Regions from separate parts of the Macaca mulatta genome. Here region 2 is linked to region 1. Evidence: chromatin contacts called from public Hi-C data. All regions are on one chromosome and are shown on one strand. Each heading gives the region's core, a stretch centred on a gene start, on an enhancer-like site or on the middle of the called end of the contact. The rest is flanking DNA. Distances are from core to core; before and after follow the strand shown. Region 1 overlaps KCNK10 (potassium two pore domain channel subfamily K member 10). Region 2 has its middle 6.0 kb from the start of SPATA7.

Region 1 (3,904 bases), core at 933-3,432:
TCCTTTCTTCTCTCCCAGGTGATATATTTGGTCACCCAGGTGTCATTAGGTACTAAGCTTTGCCTTCAATATCTACCAGGGTGGGGCACCATGGACAGTGCCACACAGACTTTTTCAGCCAAAGGCTCAGATCTTCCCTCTGGACTTTGTGTGCAAGAGGAAGGAACTTTTTCTTTTCTTTTTTTCTCCTTTCTACTCTCTTTCTCTTTCTCTTCCCTCTTTCCCTCCTTCTGTTTCTTCCTTCCTTCCCTCCCTCCTTCCCTTGAACTGCCATGTCCCTTGCAACTAGAATGGTCCCTGACATATAAACGTCTTAAATAATTATGTGCAGAATGAATTAAATGCCAAATCTTGTGTTCCAATAGCATATTATCTTCAAATGTTAACAGTCACCAGTTTTTCAGAATAGAAAACTTTCGAAAATTTTAATTAAAGTCTTCTTACAGTGGAACAGTTGATTTTTTTTTTTTTTTTTTAAGATGGAGTTTCTCTCTGTTGCCCAGGCTGGAGTGCAATGGCGCAATCTTGGCTCACTGCAACCTCCACCTCCCAGGTTCAAGCAATTCTCCCTGCCTCAGCCTCCTAAGTAGCTGGGATTACAGGCATCTGCCAACATGCCCAGCTAATTTTTGTATTTTTTAGTAGAGATGGGGTTTCCCCATGTTGGCCAGGCAGGTCTTGAACTCCTGAACTTAGCCTTCCGAAGAGCTGGGATTACAGGCGTGAGCCACCACGCCTGGCCTGAGTTTTTATTATTTGTGAATTTTCTTTTTTTCCCATCCCAGATGCACCTATATTGGTAGTCTAGTGATAAAAACAATTTACCCGTATATACCAACATCTTTTTCAAAAACTTTGCATTGTGAAACCAGCAGAGTACTGAACTGGCCAGTCTGTCATAGGTGTCATGCAACATGACTCAGAGTCAGAAGCTGGAGATAAACTTTCTTTGTGTGTGTAGATATGATCCATTTGTGTATTCAGCTTTTGAGTGGGACTTTTTCAGTAGGCTTCATGAAGGTTTCACTTCACTATTCTCACTAATGTGTGCTTATGGCATCTCTACCATGGAGATTTTAGGCAAAGATGTTTAAAAGCTCTACTCATAGTTTATAGAATTGCTAGTGCCACAAGGCCATTCATTGTGATTTTGAAATTATTAGTTGTAAGTGAACCTTCTAAAATAAATCTTGGAAGAAAACATGTTATAAGAAAATGAAGTCAGTCCTCTTACTAGGCAGTTCCCATTATTTTTCCATTTTGAGAAATTATCCTCAGTTCAGTTGTATTACTATGGTGATGTGTTTGCATTTCAACAAACCAAGCCATAAATCGAGCTCTGCATGTTTAGCTTCTGCCTTAGGATTTTTACTGCAGTGTCTTTATTCTTGAGTAAAATCCCCGACATCCTGGCTAGAAATCACAACGAATAAGTAATTTCCCAGCCAGACAAAACAATCTGAATTGTTAATCTCAGAATTCTAAGAAATTACATAAAGATGCAAACAATGGGGATTAAAGAGTGGGTAAAAATTAAATGAAAAAAATAGCCCACAAATGAATGGAAATATACATGCTCTCCAAAATAACATTGTGGAAGTAAACAAAAACAGGCGGAGAATTATGCTTAATGAGAATTGGACATGTGGCTTAGCCCTCTGAGGCCTGAAACAAGTAAACACTTCCCAAATTGTCAGTCCATAAGCTCTCAAAAGAGAGCTCTTAGAACTGGCTCCCTCTCCTCCTGTTTAGAAGCTTACTTGGTCTTTGGAACAATTGCACATATAATTTTAACAACTGAATGAACAACTCTACAGGAGATGGGTTTTGAGTACTTCAGAAATTCCTATAGTTTGTATCAATCAGATATGGGAGATAGTTTTGCAAAATACTGTTTGTGTAAAGAGAAGGGAAGAACACGCGCTCTAGTCTAACCAATCAACAATGTGTGAAAACATGATTTAGACAGAAGTACACAACCATCCTATCAGTTCTACCCAAATGTCATATCAGACCATCTCTTCCCTGATAACAGTTTTGTTAGCCTAAGGACACATTAGCTTAGTTCGATCTGGGCTCTCACAGAGCTTTCTGCTAGCGGCTCTGCTTACTGGTAAGTAAGCAATGCAATTTTGCCTAGCAACCCCACCGTGGAAACACAGCTCCATACTGTAAGTGGCAGGGGGAGTGGCAGGGAGGCAGGGAGAGCGAGGTTTGTGCCTCTCAGAATCCCTCTGCAGCTGGTTCCTAACATTGCAAACATTATCTGCAATTCTTGGCAGTTTCTGAAGGATGATGAAAAATGGGATGGGGAGGTGGCTGAGCCTGGGGTTTTGGAAGTAGGGTGGAATTAATTGGAAGACAAATAAAAAAGCTTCCAAGATTGTGAGCTGAGACTGTCTGAGAGCTCAAAGCAGAGTTGGCAAGAAGAACCAAAGGAGAATGAGGACATTTTTTGTCATTGACAATGAGGTATACAATATATCCAGGAAAAGACAACCAGCAGCAAACTCCTGAAGCTAAACAAAGATTATCTCAAGCCACGTATGAGGGAACATTCCTCAATGGCAAAGAGAAGCATTAAACCTGGGACTGTCTACGTCTAAGGAAAAATTTGAGCATTTACATTAAAATGGCCTGTTAACAAGCATTGAATATTAACCAGGCACTGTGCTAAGTGTTTACACACTTGTTTAATCTTCCAAACAATCTGATAAGGTGGGGTTTCATATCTCCATTTTATAGAGAAAAAAACCCTAATGCACAGAGAGGTTAAGAAACTTGCCTAAGGTCACTCAGCTATTTAGCAATGGGAATGGGATGTGTCTCAGGCAGTCTTTGCCTAGACTCTGTGTTCTTAAACACTATTATGGCTTTTCAGCAGTAGTGAACAGTTACAGGACTAATGGAGATAAGAAAACTGAAGATCATCACACGGTACATGAGATGGTTTGTGATTCCATTGTGAAAGCTGCAATTTAAAATGTTCAATTAAGGCAACTTTTTTTTTTTTTAATACCTAGAGGGCAGCAAAAACATGGGTATCCAGAATAACAGATATTGCTAAAACCTTACACCCACAGCACTTCTTTTTATAGCGAAGTATGGGTATACACATATTTTCATCCACCTACACACATATACACATGCAAGACACTCATTTCTTAAGTCCCTAAAATACCCTGATAATTAAATGCTCCAAACATTCTCTGAGCATCACCCTTGGATGTCTGGGAGAAGCAGCCCAAGAACACACTTGTTAGCCTGGGCAATGAGTAATGGTGAAGTGTTTATCTTGCTGATAAAGTCTCTGGTAGATGATGCAATTAAGATGCCACGATCTAGCATTTGTTATACACCTCCTTGTCTGCCATCAAACAAATCCACCCCTGTCCTTCCCCATCTTCCCTCCTGCCCATCTCCTGAAGTCCAGGAACGTCTCCAGCTTCCTACGTACTTGCAGTCCTCTTTTGCCAACCTCAACCTCATTTAGATTGAAATTACATTCACATCTTAATTTATGACTTAACAAGCATCTCACAAACATTTAATTCATTTTAATTTCATTATACGTTTGAGGAGGAATATTTGAGGAGGAATAGTGCTCCCATTGCTAGCAATTAGATTGACTTAATGACCTATGGCGAAATCTCCTTTTGGCCTTTGAACTTTTCATACATTTCTGCAAACAAAACTAGGTTAGTTAAAGTATGTTCCTGGATTCTCAGAGGGGCTTACCTGCCTTCACAAAACCCTCCTATAATATCCAACATGGAAATTTATAAAATGGACAAAACTTTCCCTGTAGTTTTCATGTAATGTATCTTATGACACTTTCATGTGTGAAAAAGTCAATATGTTCATATACAGTTTCAACAATATCAATAAATTGTATTTTTTTTTT
Region 2 (3,600 bases), core at 326-2,825, 180 kb before region 1:
GGTGAGTCACCGCACCTGGATAATTTTTGTATTTTTAGTAGAGACAGGGTTTCGCTGTGTTGGCCAGGCTGTTCTGAAACTGAAACTCCAGGCCTGAAGTGATCCCCCTGCCTCAGCCTCCTAAAGTTCTGGGAATACAGGCGTGAGTCACTGTGCCTGACCCATATGTGTATTTTAGACGGAAATACTTTGTTTCCCTTAATGAATTTGCATGAACTAGCCAATTATTGGGTTTCTTTTTTAGTATTAGCTTACTGGAACCTCAAAACTAAGATTTGTGCTCAGTTGCAAATAAATATTCATGGACTTTTAAAAATTTATCTCTTTAATTCCCTTTATTAGGAATATGACTTCCATTCTTCTACTCTTCTTTTAATGGTTCAATTAGACCTGTCTTATTGGAAGAGCTTTAAGCCCTTTGGAAATGGGCTTTTATATAATTGAAAATATATATTTCAATTTTATATAAATGAAATAAACTATATATTTTAATACCATAACCTATAGTTATGCAAATAATATATAGTTTATTGTTTATTCTGTTTTATTATATATTATTATTTTAAATATTATGTTATTGTTATACATTTAATCCATGTCTTTATGAATGACCCCTAGTTTCATAATTCAGAGGATTCCTGGAATTTATATTTCTGTGTTTAGAAAATGTTCCAGTAAATACAGTGAAAACAACAAGAAGTCAAAGATCAAAACAACATTTTTCTATTTGTTGAGTTATTGCAAACATATTTTAATCCTTAAAGTTCCTGAAAGACAAAAATGAAGGAAATTTAGGGAATTTTAAAAACTTATATGTATGAGGGCAGAGTAAAATTATAGACTTGAATGTGCACTGTGCTAACCTCAATCTCAAAACAAAATTGCTTAGGTTTTGGGGACTTAAGAATGCTTAAGAATTTGAACTATTAACTATTTCTCAGTCATTCTCTAATTGAAATAATGTAGCAATTGATTCATCTAATAACTGAATGAGGAAATGGAACTTTAGAGCTTGGGGGTATTAGCATGTTATGAAATAATGGATTAATTTGCTGTTTGTCACTAGAGGGGGCTTTAGGAAAGTTTTAAGCTCCATCCCTGTGAGGAAAGCAGCCATGCCAAGGCAGTATTACTTACAAATCTTATTCAAGCAATATGTAATGTGCAACTGACAAACATTTTAAAAAGTGACTCCAGGGGAGGGGTGGAGTGAGATAGCTGAATAGAAGGCTCCACCAGTCATCCCTTCTCAGGAACACCTAGCTTGACAACTGTCTACACAAAGGGAGTAACCTTCCTAGGAATGAAAAATCAAGAGAGCACTCTCAGTGCCTGGCTTTGATTTCACATCACTGAAAGAGGCACCAAAGAGGGTAGGAAAGACAGTCTTAAATTGCTGATGCTACCCCTCTCTCCTCCCCCATTCCCCAGCAGCAGCTGCCTGGTACAGACAGTCTCTGTGCTTCAGAGAGGGGGAGCACAGCGATCATGAGGCTTTGCATTAGACTCAGTGCTGCCCCAACACAGCAGAAGGCGAACTGAGCTGTACTCAGCTGATGCCTGCCCATGGAGGGGGCATTTGGACCGGCCCAAGGCAGAGGGTAATTGTCCATTTCAGCAGTTGGAGCTTGAGTTCTGGCAAGCCTTGTCACTGTGGGCTGGAGGCACTGGGGCCCTAAGTGAACTTGAGGGGCAGTTTAGGTCACAAGAACTTCAATTCCTAAGCAAGTCCTAGTGTTGAGCTGGGCGCAGAGCCAGTAGATTGGGTTGGAGGGTGGGACATATGACCTATTAGGACACCAGCTGGGGAAGCTAAGAGCATGCTTGCACCCCTCCCCGTTTGTCCCCCCTCACCAACCCCAGGCTACACAGCTGATGAAGAATCAGAGTATCTTAACAGCAGAATTGATCAAGCAGAAGAAAGAATTACAGAGCTTGAAGACAGGCAATTTGAAAATACACAGTCAGAGGAGACAAAAGAAAAAAGAATAAAAAATAATGAAACATGCTTACAAGATCTATAAAATAGCCTCAAAAGGGAAAATCTAAGAGTTATTGGCCTTAAAGATGAGGTAGAAAAAGAGATAGGGATAGAAAGTTTATTCAAAGAAATAATAAAAGAGAACTTTCGAAACCTAGAGAAAGATGTCACTATCCAAGTACAAGGTACAAGAAGGCCACAGAACACCAAGCAGATTTAATCCAAAGAAAACTACTTCAAGGCATATAATAATCAAACCCCTAAAGGTCAAGGATAAAGAAAGAATCCTAAAAGCAGCAAGAAAAAGAAACAAGTAACATACACTAGAGCTCTAATACATCTGGCAGCCAACTTTTCAGTGGAAACCTTACGGGCCAGGAGAGAGTGGCATGACATATTTAAAGTGCTGAAGAAAAAAAAACTTTTACCCCAGAATCATATATCTAGTGAAAATATTCTTTAGACATGAAGGAGAAATAAAGACCTTGCCAGATAAACAAAAGCTGAAGGATTTCATTAACACAAGACTTGTCTTACAAGTACTCCCCTAAAGAGAGTACCTCAATCAGAAAGAAATGGGCATTAGTGAGCAATAAGAAATCATCTGAAGGTACAAAACTCACTGGTAGTAGTCAATATACAGGAAAACACAGAAAATTATGACACTGTAACTGTAGAGTGTAAAGTACCCTAAAGTAGAAAGACTAAAAGATGAAATCAAAAATAATAATTACAACTTTCGAAGACATAGACTGTGCAATAAGATATAAATAGATACAACAAAAAGTTAAAAAGCTGGGGGATGAAGTTAAAGTGTAGAATTTTTATTGTTTTGTGTTTTTTTTGCTTGTTTGTTTATGCAAGCTGTGTTAAGTTGTTATTAGCTTAAAATAATTAATGATAATAAATACAAGATAGTATTTGCAAGCCTCATGGTAACCTCAAATCAAAAAACATACAACAGATACATAAATCCTCAGAGAAATGCAAGTCAAAATTACAATGAGCTATCATCTTGCCTCAGTTAAAATGGCTTTTATCTGAAAGACAGGCAGTGACGTATGCTGGCAAGGAGGTGGAGTAAAGGGAACATCTGTACCTTGTTGGTGGGAATGTAAATTAGTACAGCCTCTATGGAGAACAGTTTGGACATTCATCAAAAAACTAAAAATACTGCTACCATATAAATCAGCAATCCAACTGCAGCGTATATACCCAAAAGAAGGGAAATCAGAATATTGAAGAGATATCTGCACTCTGAAGTTTGTTGCAGTACTATGTACCATAGCCAAGATTTGGAAGCAACTTAAGTGTCCATCAAAAGATGAATGGATAGGCCGGGCATGGTGGCTCATGCTTGTAATCCTAGCACTTTGCAGTCCTAGGTGGGCAGATCACTTGAGGTCAGGAGTTCAAAACCAACCTGATCAACATGGTGAAACCCTGTCTCTACTAAAAATACACACACACACACACACACACACACACACACACACACAAATTAGCTGTGCGTGTTGGCAGTGCCTATAATCCCAGCTACTCAGGAGGCTGAGGCAGGAGAATCGCTTGAACCCAGAAGGCAGAGGTTGCAGTGAACCGAGATCGCGCTCCTGTACTCC

Evidence for each region. Hi-C and Micro-C count contacts between places; a contact is called where the count stands out from the background.
Region 2: a Hi-C map of fetal cortical plate shows a contact between it and region 1, with 2.9 times the contacts expected there. The contact joins two enhancer-like sites. A contact is called at or near these places in 2 of 14 Hi-C or Micro-C datasets (fetal cortex germinal zone and fetal cortical plate).

The regions. Positions count from the first base shown.
Region 1 is chr7:161,430,854-161,434,757 of T2T-MMU8v2.0, reverse strand. The region is part of intron 4 of KCNK10 (potassium two pore domain channel subfamily K member 10); the gene reads left to right. Among named protein-coding and RNA genes, the nearest start is that of KCNK10, 130 kb to the left of the region's middle. Within about 2 kb of position 2,182, at least 9 of the 40 cell types and tissues checked have an H3K27ac peak or open chromatin away from gene starts, as enhancers often do. A contact at or near this core is called in fetal cortical plate, where this site is marked.
Region 2 is chr7:161,607,271-161,610,870 of T2T-MMU8v2.0, reverse strand. No RefSeq gene overlaps it. Among named protein-coding and RNA genes, the nearest start is that of SPATA7, 6.0 kb to the left of the region's middle. Within about 2 kb of position 1,575, at least 5 of the 40 cell types and tissues checked have an H3K27ac peak or open chromatin away from gene starts, as enhancers often do. A contact at or near this core is called in fetal cortical plate, where this site is marked.